Regions from separate parts of the Oryctolagus cuniculus genome. Here region 2 is linked to region 1. The links are chromatin contacts, called in public Micro-C maps. All regions are on one chromosome and are shown on one strand. Each heading gives the region's core, a stretch centred on a gene start, on an enhancer-like site or on the middle of the called end of the contact. The rest is flanking DNA. Distances are from core to core; before and after follow the strand shown.

Region 1 (5,629 bases), core at 3,022-5,521:
TCAGTTTTCACTGGCACAAAGCATATTTCAGCTGAAACCAATTACTTGTGTCTCTTTTATCACACTTCCCATGGAAGGGTGCTCCTAATACAGCAACATCACTTTAAGCCACAGACTTGCATTTGTTTGGCATATTTTCAAAACTCCTAATTTCTGCAATGAAGTAGCAGTAGCTAATATTCAACAGTGTTAGTTTTAAAGTCCATGTTATTTAAAATCCATAAATTAACTCACTTACACCTCACAAAAACTCTCCACATCACGTATCATCTCTATTTGACAGATGGGGGAGGGAGTGTGAGTGACTAGCCATCTTCCATGGTATGTCTGTCATGTTCTACTTAATGTCAGCCCACTGTTTTGTGCTGGTTGCACAATTTCTACAGATGCTTATATTCTCAGTGTTACTTTTCATGTAATAAATACACTGTATGAAAGCCAATGACATACGTTGTAAGTTGGAAGTATGTAAGAACTGTCAAATAGCTTAATAAAAACTGTCATATCTGTACAAAATCAAAAAGACATAAAAATATTTAATCCTTACCTTTGACAACAGGTTTAGAACTGAAATTTATTTTCCTAGAATAGAGACAGCATTCTTTTCACAACATGAAGGAACTCTCTTTATTGCCAAGTAGGATAAAAATGAAGTGTGAAACTGTTCCCCAGGGGACATTTTAAACTTATTTCTTCTTCCCTCACTATAATCGGAGCTGGCCAAACTAAGCCACTGAATACATGACTACTACTAAGTACAGAAATGCTATACTGAAGTCTGTAAACTATTTTCCTTTAGTTCTTTGCTGTCACAAGTGAAATACTTCAAACACAAATTTTGTTGTGCTCTCCTAAGATTTTCAGTGGCAGAAAAATAGAGAAGTGAATCCTCCCTCACACATACTTCAATTTAGAAACTGAAGTTCAGAGACAGTCATAAAAATTCAGCTTCAGTCAGATTTATTGAGTGCTGATAGTGGGCATGATCCTATATTAGACACATTGAAATTTAGGCACCAAACAGCCACAAGGTGCCCAGTCTCAGGTGCCTTATGATCTAATTAGTATAATACAGAGCAGAAGTGGTAGACAGACAAGTACATGGCAATGCTCAATTAGGAGAGACAACATTAAGGAGTTGTAATTTAAGTCATCCACAATGGCATCTATCCCTAAAATCTTTGATAAAATATATTTGGCCTTGCAACCCACAGCACTTCAAACAAGGTAAGTTCCACTGCAGATAATCACCAAGATGCAAATACACTGAAACACAGACGAGCACTAAGAATGACTTTTGTTATTCTGGATTTTCTGTTTTCTCCTTATGATGGTGCGAAGCCTCCGTAAGACCAGTTTGTCGGACAGAAGCATGTCATCTTGCTGCTCGAGATAATCCAGTAAATTTTCAGTCCATTCAAGTGCTGCTCTGTGGCTGATATGCTTCTCTGGATTCAGTTCTGCTTTTCTAACCTTACTGAAAGGCTTCTTTTCAACAGCCTTGGCCTGGTGCTCCGCCCCTTCCCTTCCAGTTAGCACCCGACAGCTGGAGTCATTACTCTGAGAATCAAACCACTGATCAATATGCTCAATGTCAACGTGCTCACAGTCTTCTGTACTCTGCAGAACTGTTGCTAAGTTAGCTGCTAAAAGGGCTCCTTCGTCAATATTCATACCTGCATTCTCTTCATTGCCAGGGAAAAGTTTTTTCCATGCTCTGGTTATAGTACTTGATTTTATCATGTTCCAAGCTCTTGAAACCTCATAAATTGCATCCAACACTGTCAAGTTCTTCCAAAACATTTTTGGGTCAATTCCTTCATCCACATACTTCTGGAGAAGTCCTGCTCGGTAGTATCTTTTCACTGTGGCTAAAACTCCCTGGCTCATGGGCTGAATCAGACTCGTGACATTTGGTGGCAAATATTTTACAACGATTCTTCCATCATCTGAATGCAACATTTCTTCATCTGGGTGTGCCGGGGGAAAATCTAAAAGAAGCACTGCTTTTTCTAGAAGTCCTTTGGATTTCAAATGCTTCTGTACTTGTGGCACAAAATATTTGTCAAACCACTGTCTGAAGACAGACTGTTCTATCCATGCACCTTTTTGACTGAAGTAAGTCACTGGAAGGTTTGCAAGGTCAGTCCCTTTGAATGCACGAGGTTTTTTTGCTTTCCCCACAACACAAAGGTTAAGTTTGTGTAAACCAGTGGCATTTGCACAACACATAATAATTATTCTCTCTCTGCTTGATCTGTACTCAGATGTAGTCTGTTCAGTGTCAAGAGCTAATGTCCTTGATGGCAGACATTTCCAGAACAATCCAGTTTGATCAGCACCATAAATCTGCTCTGGTTGTAGGTTCTCTCTCTCAACAAATTCCTGAAAGCTACCACAAAATTCACTGGCAGCAGTTTCATCTCCTTTTAACTTTGTTCCTTTACCAGCGGCCTTTGGAATACCATGGCGCTGCTTGAATCGAGTCAGCCAACCAGATGATGCGTTGAAATCACCTTCCATCCCCAAAGCATCAAAAAAGAACTTGGCCTGTTTTGCACAAATCGTTCCAGACACTGGAATGCCATCTGTTTTCTGTTGGTTAAACCACTCTATCATAACTCTATCGAGTTCCTCATACGTGGATGACTTCATGGATTTACGTTTGGATATCCCACTTGTAGGATCCGAACTGTTCGCATAGTTTATAATCCTCTCTTTGTTCTTTTTGATATCCCGAACTGTGGATTCACCGATTCCATACACAATAGAGAGTTTTTTGAAAGAGATGCCCTCCTCAAGTTTCTTAATAATGTCAAGCTTGTCCTTAATTGTCAACACCACACGCTTACGTTTCCCCAGCATTTTAGGAAGCAATTACTACAATGAGATAATAAACTTAAGAGTCCAATACCAAGAGAGTAGAAAATTGGGGAAGGGCTGTTCTTTGTCCCCTGGAACCCAGCTGGAGAGACTGATGGCCCGATTCCCAGATGAGGTTTACTGAGTCTCCTCACTTGCTGTTTTAAACTTCATAAAGTTCCCACAGTCAAGACCATCTCCAATTAACCTGACCCTGTACCTTTCATCATCCTCACTTACTTTAAGGTCTTTTCACGAACTGTATCTCACTGGAGGTTAGACGTTGAGCCAATGCTGGACCAGCAAGGTCTCTATAACAGTCCTATCACATACTCCATTTTTGCAATCACTGCAGGTATTGCTAAAGCCACTAAGACTTCGGTAGTGGCACCTGGGGAAATGTGAATGGCACTGAGAGAAGAGATGCAACCTTGACACAAAGGGAAAGTAGAATGGGAAAACTCTCACCCACACCGCCCCCACACCCTGTGGTCTCTGTCACCAGAGGACTCCGTCTGGTCTCTACTAGGCAAGGGCTGCTACAGCTTAGGCAGGTGAGAGCTTAAGGAAATCACAGGCAAGCAAGCTAAGGCGAGCTGGGCAGGAGTGAGCAGGGCTAATAAGGTGAAAACGGACAAGCAGAAAACTGTACTCCAAGGCGACGCAAACGTATGCCTAGTGCATTTGGCAAGTGGGAAGCAGAAAAGTGGGCAAGAGGGGATGTCGCGTGATTTCTACAAAGCATCAAGAAACTTCCTTGGTGGAAATCAGGACCCGAGGCGAAGGTTATGGGGTGGAAGGCGCGGTGGAGACGAGGTTACAATAGTCCTGGTGAAGGCAGATCCTCCATGAGCCAACAGAAGTCGTTCCTGTGGGGCTGTAGGGGTGTACTCGGAGCCTCTGGGACCTGAAGGGAAACACCAAAAACATTTTTTTTGTCCAACATCAAGGTCTGTGGCATTACCCACACCTCTCCTGTAACTATGTTGGGAAAAGCAACGCCTCCTACCAATGTGGTGGCTACACACGAGCGCTAATGCGTTCGGGCGTCATGTGGGGTGGCGGACAGAGGGACCTGAAGTGCCTACCTCCCGAAATTAAGAGGTCAGAGAGCAGCCGTGTCAGCGAGGGCCTCTCCCCGCTGGGCGTCTTTCCTCCCGCGGAGGAGCCCGGGCTCCGCCGGGGCCGCCGGCCACCCGGGTGTCACCGCCGCGGCCAGCCAGCCCGCGAGCGGCCGCTCGGCGCAGGGCACGCCAGTCCGCCGGCCGCGGGCATCGCCTTTCGCCCGCCTCACACCGCACCGAGAGCAAATGGAGTCTCCCGGGCGCAGGCTGACACTGGTGGCGCGGCGGCGGCGGCGGCGGCGGCAGCGGCGGCGGCGAGGAGCCAGCGTCGCTGGCGGAGCCGGAAGGCGGGGGATTAGGGAGCACGCGCGCGCCCCCGCAGGAACGTTGTGTCGGCGAGGGGCGGGGCCTGCGCGGGCGCGCGCGCGGCTCGGGGGGGCGGGGCTCGGGTGGACGCGGCGTGGATTCGGCGCTCAGGGCCCAGGTGCTTGGGGCTGCCGGCTGCCCCGTTGGCCAGCAGGGGGCGGTAAAGCACTCCCCGCCTTGGCACTTTTCCCAGTGACCCAGCTCTGTGGGCGAGGCTTCCTCCTCCCCAGGGGGAATAAAACTCGCCCTCGGTGAGGGCAGGGAAGGCATCCTCCGGGGCTGGGAGCGGCCGCGAATGGGGCAGGGCGAGCGCACGTGGAGCGTGTTTACAAACAGCCTCCGCCGCCCTGCGCTGGCGGCCTGGCACCCGCGCCTCGTACTGCTGGCTCCCGGGGGGCCCGCGCCCCGCAGCTGGGACAAGAGGCCCGGGCCGAGCGCGGATCATGAGGCCAGGTAGGACCGAGCGGTTGCAGCTGACCGCTGTCCGAGGCAGGGAGGGGGGCGCCCCTGGGGACGGGGCGAGCGCGCGCGCGCAGGTGCCAGGCTCCCTGCCCCGGGTGCCAAGCCCAGCGCGCGCTGGGGGACGCGCCAGCCCTGGGGAAGCACCTGAACGCCCACTGCTTCTCAGGTGGGATAGACAGAGATTCTCTGTAGCGGTTTCCAGGCGAGCCGGCTGCAGCCTAGCCCGGAGCAGGGAGCGGCTGCACCTGCAGCCCGCAGCACGTGTGTAAACCTGAGCAAACGCGCTTCGCTCGCCTCCCTTTTGTCGTTATTATTTTTAAATGCATGACAGTACTTTGAAAAACAATGCGAGCGTCTGTAGTTGAGTGTCTACGACATCTGGTCTAACTTTTTCCTTAGCGCAGAAGTAACATAGTAACTCGTCCTGTGTTGGACCAGGCGGGCCGAGATGGAAATCTGAGTTTTCTCTGTGGCTGCCCGAAAGGATTGTGGATGCTCAGCCTTCCCTGCGACTCCCGCAGCCCCTAACCGCGCCGCGGCCTTGCCTCGGGTCGCGGCCCTCCGCTCAGTCTGGTGGAGATCCTCTGTGCTGTGAGATTGTGTCTGTTGCCAAACACCTTCGCTGACTGCCCCCAGGAAGGCGGGCCGCCCGCTGCCTGCTCCCCAGAGGGTGGCCAGCCAACCCTAACCCTTTTTGGCCGTCCTGCCTGGCCACTTGGGACAAAGTACAAGCTCATGGTAGCTTTACATCCCGATTAAAAGTTTTCTGATCCCTGGTTTTTACGTGTCACGTTTGAATCTGACGTGTTGTTCAGGCCGCATTAGGGAAGAGCGCCGACTTCCACAGCTTGCCAGCCGTGTGGACATCGGGGAGC
Region 2 (5,591 bases), core at 179-2,678, 610 kb after region 1:
AGCCCTAAAGTTTCCAAAGCACCTGGTGTCTTTCAAAGTTGTTTTCCATCACATTCCAGGCAAGAGATGCAATCACTGGTCACCCTGAACTGGCCAAACCCTACCGCAAAAATGACATCTACACAGGGATTGCCCAAGAAGGGTTCAAAGGTCATTGTTTGCTTCCTTTTAGTGCTAAGACCTCCACCCCAGGAGGAGCTTAAGGCTCATGCCGTAACAAGCAATGTACGTAAGAGCATGCTTCCAAACGGTGCAAGCGCAGGCTTATACCCCACCGTGTGTAACCACAAAACATTTCCTCTTGAATAGTCATTCCCCACCCCAAATCAGAGGTACCTGCTTTCCTTGCGTAGGGAGCCACAGCTTTTGAAATGATTCCCCGTGGTCTCTTTTGCTGCACACAGAGATTACTCTGCATGACTCCTCCCAGTGCAGCTTCTGATTCCCACTCATCAGGAAGTGAACCCACTTTGGGTTAGGTAACAGCTGGTCCCACTGCAAGAGTCCTAAGCCCTTCCTTTCAGGTTAAGTGTTGCTTTTTAAATTAATTTATTAATTAATTTTCATTTTATTTGAAAGGCAGAGAGACAGATCTTCCATCCTTTGTTTCAATTCCTAAATGCCAACAACCAGAATTGGGCCAGGTTGAAGGCAATAGGCTGGAACTCCATCTGACTCTCCCATGTGGGTGGCAGGGACCCATCATCTGCTACCTGTTAATGTGCATTAGCAGGAGGCTAGAACTGGAAACTGAGGTGGGACTTGAACGCAGGCCCTTAAATATGGGATGCAGGAGGGGCCGGCGCTGTGGTGCAGTGGGTTAACACCCTGGCCTGAACCGCTAGCATCCCATATGAGCGCTGGTTCTAGTCCCGGCTGCTCCTCTTCCAACTCAGCTTTCTGCTATGGCCTGGGAAAGCAGTGGAAGATGGCTCAAGTCCTTGGGCCCCTGCACCCACGTGGAAGACCTGGAAGAGGCTCCTGGCTCCTGGCTCCTGGCTTCGGATCGGCGCAGCTCCGGCCATTGCAGCCATCTGGGGAGTGAACCATCAGATGGAAGACCTCTCTCTCTTGCCTCTCCTCTCTCTGTGTACCTCTGACTTTCAAATAAGTAAATAAATCTTTAAAATAATGATAATAAAAATATGAGATGCAGGAGTCCCAAGTGCCAAATGCCAGCCTCTTAAACTTTTTTATTTTATGATAAAAAAGAGAAAGCCAAACAGGTTACAGAAACTAGAAAGTAAGGATTTACATCAAACCAATTAACTGTCAATACATCCAATCTGAGTGTCTTTGCACTCTCAGGTGGAGATAACACGTAACTCCAAGCTTAATACTGTGGACCCCACTTAAGTCACGTGACCTCAGCGCAGCGGTCGCTCGAGGCCTCTGGGTCCAGGCGGCGGCCCTGAGCGGCCCCGGAACCAAAGCGCCAGCCTCCGCCGGCGCCCGGGCAGCGTTTCCCCGCGCACCGGAGGGTAAGGTCTGGCCTGCGGGGCTTGAGCGGCCGGGACGCCGCGCGGCTGGCGCAGGGCGCGCCGAGCGGGGGTCGCCGGCAACCTGACGATGCTTAGTGGAGCACGCGGCAGGCTCGCCTCAGCGCTGCGGGCGTCGGGGGTCGGCCGTAGGTGCCTGCACGCGACTGGGTCGCGGCCCTCGGCAGATCGGAGCGAGCGGGCGGGGCAGCCGCCCAGCGCCTTCGACCCGGCGCTGCTAGAGTTCCTGGTGTGCCCCCTGTCCAAGAAGCCGCTCAGGTGAGAGTGCCCGGCGTCGGGCTTCCCTCCGCCGCCTGCTGTGGCGGGGAGAGGGCAGGGGGAGCGTGCGGCCTCCCAAAGCCGCTGCGGCGCGGGGGGGGCGGCGTTCGGGTCAGCCCAAGTAGTCTCCGCTGCCATTTTCCGGAGGCCGGAGCGGGGCCGAGTCCCACACCTGCCACATCGAATCGCCGGCCGCAGGCCGGGGTCGGAGCCTTTTTGGGGGTCCGCCACTGGCACCGGCGCGATGCGCTCAGCGGGCGGATTCCGGGACGCCCCCCACCACCCCGGCCCAGCCCCAGGCGTGCGGCGAGGCCTGGAGAAAGGTCCCGCGGCGATTGGAGGAGTAAGAGTCTGACAAGTCCAAGGCATTCAGGTTTCTAAGCCAAGACGACGGCGCCGCGCCCTGCCCTGCCCTGCTGACGCCTGACACTCTTGCGCTTGAGCCGCGTGTGCTGCCTAGAGGCTCGCTCAGTTGCGGGCTAGCTGGTTTCTGCAAAAGCCGCTTTAAGCCTAGACCCAGTTCTTGGGGACACAGCGCTACAGTTCCAGGCTATTAAAACTGAATATGGACAAAACTAGTATTTCCTACGACATAAACTAAACACTGAAGTGTTGCCAGTGGTGGTGGCGTTTGGTGCAGCGCCCACCGCCAGCTTGGGACACCACATCCTGAATCGGAGTTCCTGTCTGAGTGCCTGGGTCAAGTCCTGTCTCCCCCGGATTCCAGCTTCCTGCCAATGTGCACCTGGGCCTCTGCCACCCATGAGGGAGACCGGGATCGAGGTCCGGCTTAGCCTGGCCTAGTCCTGGCTGCTGAGGCTGATCAGGGAGTGAGCAAGTGAATGAAGATGGCGCTCCCTGTACCCCGCCCCCCCATCTGCCTTTCAAATAAATAAAAACAAATTTTAAGAAAATGTTCTCTCTGGTTATCTTTGGGTGGTACATTGCTAGCAAGTTTTACTTTCGTATTTTCTAGTCTGTTTCTCTGTAGTGCACAGTCCATTTTAACCCTTGAAATTCCCATTTGATCTGCCTTTCAGCTCACTGATAGCTCCCTGCACACTCACTGGTTTCCAGTTTGTTTCTGCCTTCTCCTCTTTCTCAATTTTTATTTTGCATATTTTTATTTTTTCAGTGATTCCTTTCTAATAGATCAGTTAAGTTTCTTTCTTTAGGATTCTGAAATTGAGAAAGTTGAGTTTTTCTCTACTTTCTGTTCCAGTAGTTAAGTAGACTGGTTTTGGAGTTCACCAAAGTAATGGGGAAATATTTGGGTAAAAGGAGAGCTTTTGTTACTGATAGTAAAAGTTAAGTTATAACTGGAGAATAAAGTGAACAAGAGCATCAGAGAGAAATTGACTAGAAAGGAGACAGTTATAGGGTCTAAGAATTTTCTAAGGGAAATAATTGAATTGGCTGTTGCTAGAGATTACTCTGGGATTAATACTGTGTCGAGAATGGGGAGTGAGGTTACTTATTGAGCGTCAGGCTCTCCCAGGCATTTTGTTTTCCACAGCTCACTTTATCCTTTTTCCCCCTCTCAGATATGAAGCATCAACAAATGAATTAATTAATGAAGAGCTGGGAATAGCCTATCCAATCATTGATGGAATTCCTAATATGATACCACAGGCAGCAAGGATGACCCATCAAGATAAGAAGCAAGAAGAAACGGAGCAGCACTAGACCATTATTTTTAAAAACCACAACACTAACTGTTCTCAATACCATATCCGTTTTAAAACAAGGTGGCAGGGGTTAAGTGGGAGAGGAGAATGTTTCTGTCTCTTCCTACACTGACCGTCCTTATCCCACTAATTTCTCTCGCAGGTCTTTTCTACGCGGCCTCTGTGGAAGAAAACTTCCCACAGGGCTGCACCAGCTCCACCAGCTTATGCTTCTACAGCTTGCTCCTGCCCATTACCATACCAGTGTATGTGTTCTTCCACCTCTGGACTTGGATGGGGATTAAACTCTTCAGGCATAACTAAGGGAGCCAGAGCCAAGGTGGTATATAGATTCGTGATATGTCTAGGGCATCCACCTCCGCAAGCTCAACTAGGTGGAAATGCTGGAGACACACTGCGTTTGCAGGAAGGATGCTTTGCCTCGCTTCTCAGGATTGGGCCTACGAGAGACTTAAGCTGCAGAAGTGTCTTTTATTGTACTCTAATTCTGACAGCCCTTGTGTTTCGAAGGTCCTGACATAACTGCTGTGTAGAAGGAACCTTGTAACAGAGTGTCTTGTTGGAAGGTAACAACCCTAATGCACATCTGGTGACCACTTCTTACCCCATTCATCTAAAAGTTAGCCATTTGTAATTCTGTTTGTTTAGCTTCAAGCTTGTTGGTAAAGTGACATGGTAGGGATGACAGAAATAATCTCAAAGGACCTGTGTTGATGTAGTTATAGAGAAATGCATTTAAACTGGTGTGACATAAAACTGTATAATAAACTGGAAATTTCATTTACTTAAAAATCCTTAGTTTGTAAAATCACCTGCATTTCTTTGGTTCAAATGCTTATAACTAATAAAATACTTTCCCACAAAAAACAGTTTGCAGGAATTTTTGCTTTGTCAAAAGAATATGTTATTAAGGGAGGGAAATTGAAGATGCTCTGAATGTATGCTGTTTACAGAGGCACTTAACACACGAAGTAGTCATTTTCTGGGACAGTGGGGCCCTCTGGTGGGTAGGGATGGAGTAGGAGGACTTCAAATAGCTGATTGTGTCCTGTTGAGCGTAGAGCCATGTTTTGAGCCACATTTAAATTTTTTTTCCTGCCTTTGGAGGTCTGTTTAGCATTCCTAAGGCCATAGGCATTTGACATTAACAGATCCTGATTTTCCAGAATTTCCAAGATGATTGAACTCAGTATAGTATTTCAGGAGTATAGCATAAATATTTCAGTAGTTACCCTAAAGTAACCTAAAAACGAATATTAATTGATTCCTGTTAGAATCTTAGAGTCATTTAGGAGATGTTTTGGACAGTGATACTGATCTATTAAAAGGAAATTAAAACATGATAGTGATATATTTTCTTTTTGCATTAATTCAGTGTATGCTATAGTACAAATCATTTTAAAAACAACCCTAAATCTCGTACATTTTTAACCAACTAGGAACTCTGGTTGGTTTAAATGAAATATTATTTATTTATTATTTGAAAGAGTTACACAGAGGAGAGACAGGGAGAGAGAGGTCTTCCATCTGATGGTTCACTCCCCAATTGGCTGCAAAGGCCAGAGCTGCGCTGATCCGAAGCCAGGAGCCAGGAGCCTCCTCCGGGTCTCCCATGTGGGTGCAGGGGCCCAAGGACTTGGGACATCCTCTGCTGCTTTCCCAGGCCATAGCAGAGAGCTGGATCGAAAGTGGAGCAGCCAGGTATCGAACCAGCGCCCATACCGGATGCGGGTGCTTCAGGCCAGTGTGTACCACAGTGCCGGCCCCTGAAAAACTTTTTCTGATAAAATAAGCACTGTGGGGTACATGTCTGGTGCAACAGAGTTAAGATACCACTTAGCAACACTGCCATCTCATATTGAAGTGCCTGGGTTTGAGTCCTGGCTCTGCTAATTCCAGCTTCCTGCTCATGTGTACCCCAGAAGGCAATAAGTGATGGCTCAAGTTGTTGGATCTCTGCTGCCCACTGTGGGAGATTCAGATTAGAGTTCCAGGCTCCCGCCTTTAGCATGGCCCAACCCAGGCTGTTGTGGGCATTTGGAGGAGTGAACCAGTGAACGGGAGATCTCTTTCAAATAAAATTAAATGAAATTAACAAGAAGCAAGCTCTGTATTCTGAGAAGCTAATTTCCGCTTTTGGAGTTAA

What was found. A called contact is a pair of places that touch in the nucleus more often than the background predicts.
Region 2: a contact with region 1 is called in a Micro-C map of ear pinna, with 9 times the contacts expected there. The contact joins the promoter of PYURF here to the promoter of TIGD2 in region 1. A contact is called at or near these places in 2 of 6 Hi-C or Micro-C datasets (ear pinna and an unstated tissue).

What each region holds. Positions count from the first base shown.
Region 1 is chr8:76,530,366-76,535,994 of mOryCun1.1, forward strand. It overlaps TIGD2 (tigger transposable element derived 2), which reads right to left and starts at 4,272. Exons shown (of 2, transcript XM_070047872.1): 1 at 3,951-4,272; 2 at 944-3,769. The coding sequence starts at 2,865. The coding sequence ends at 1,285. It overlaps FAM13A (family with sequence similarity 13 member A), which reads left to right and starts at 4,361. Exons shown (of 24, transcript XM_070047870.1): 1 at 4,361-4,745.
Region 2 is chr8:77,138,668-77,144,258 of mOryCun1.1, forward strand. It overlaps PYURF (PIGY upstream open reading frame), which reads left to right and starts at 1,429. Exons shown (of 2, transcript XM_002717003.5): 1 at 1,429-1,757; 2 at 3,302-4,312. The coding sequence starts at 1,570. The coding sequence ends at 3,443. It overlaps PIGY (phosphatidylinositol glycan anchor biosynthesis class Y), which reads left to right and starts at 3,533. Exons shown (of 1, transcript XM_008267613.4): 1 at 3,533-4,312. The coding sequence starts at 3,533. The coding sequence ends at 3,748.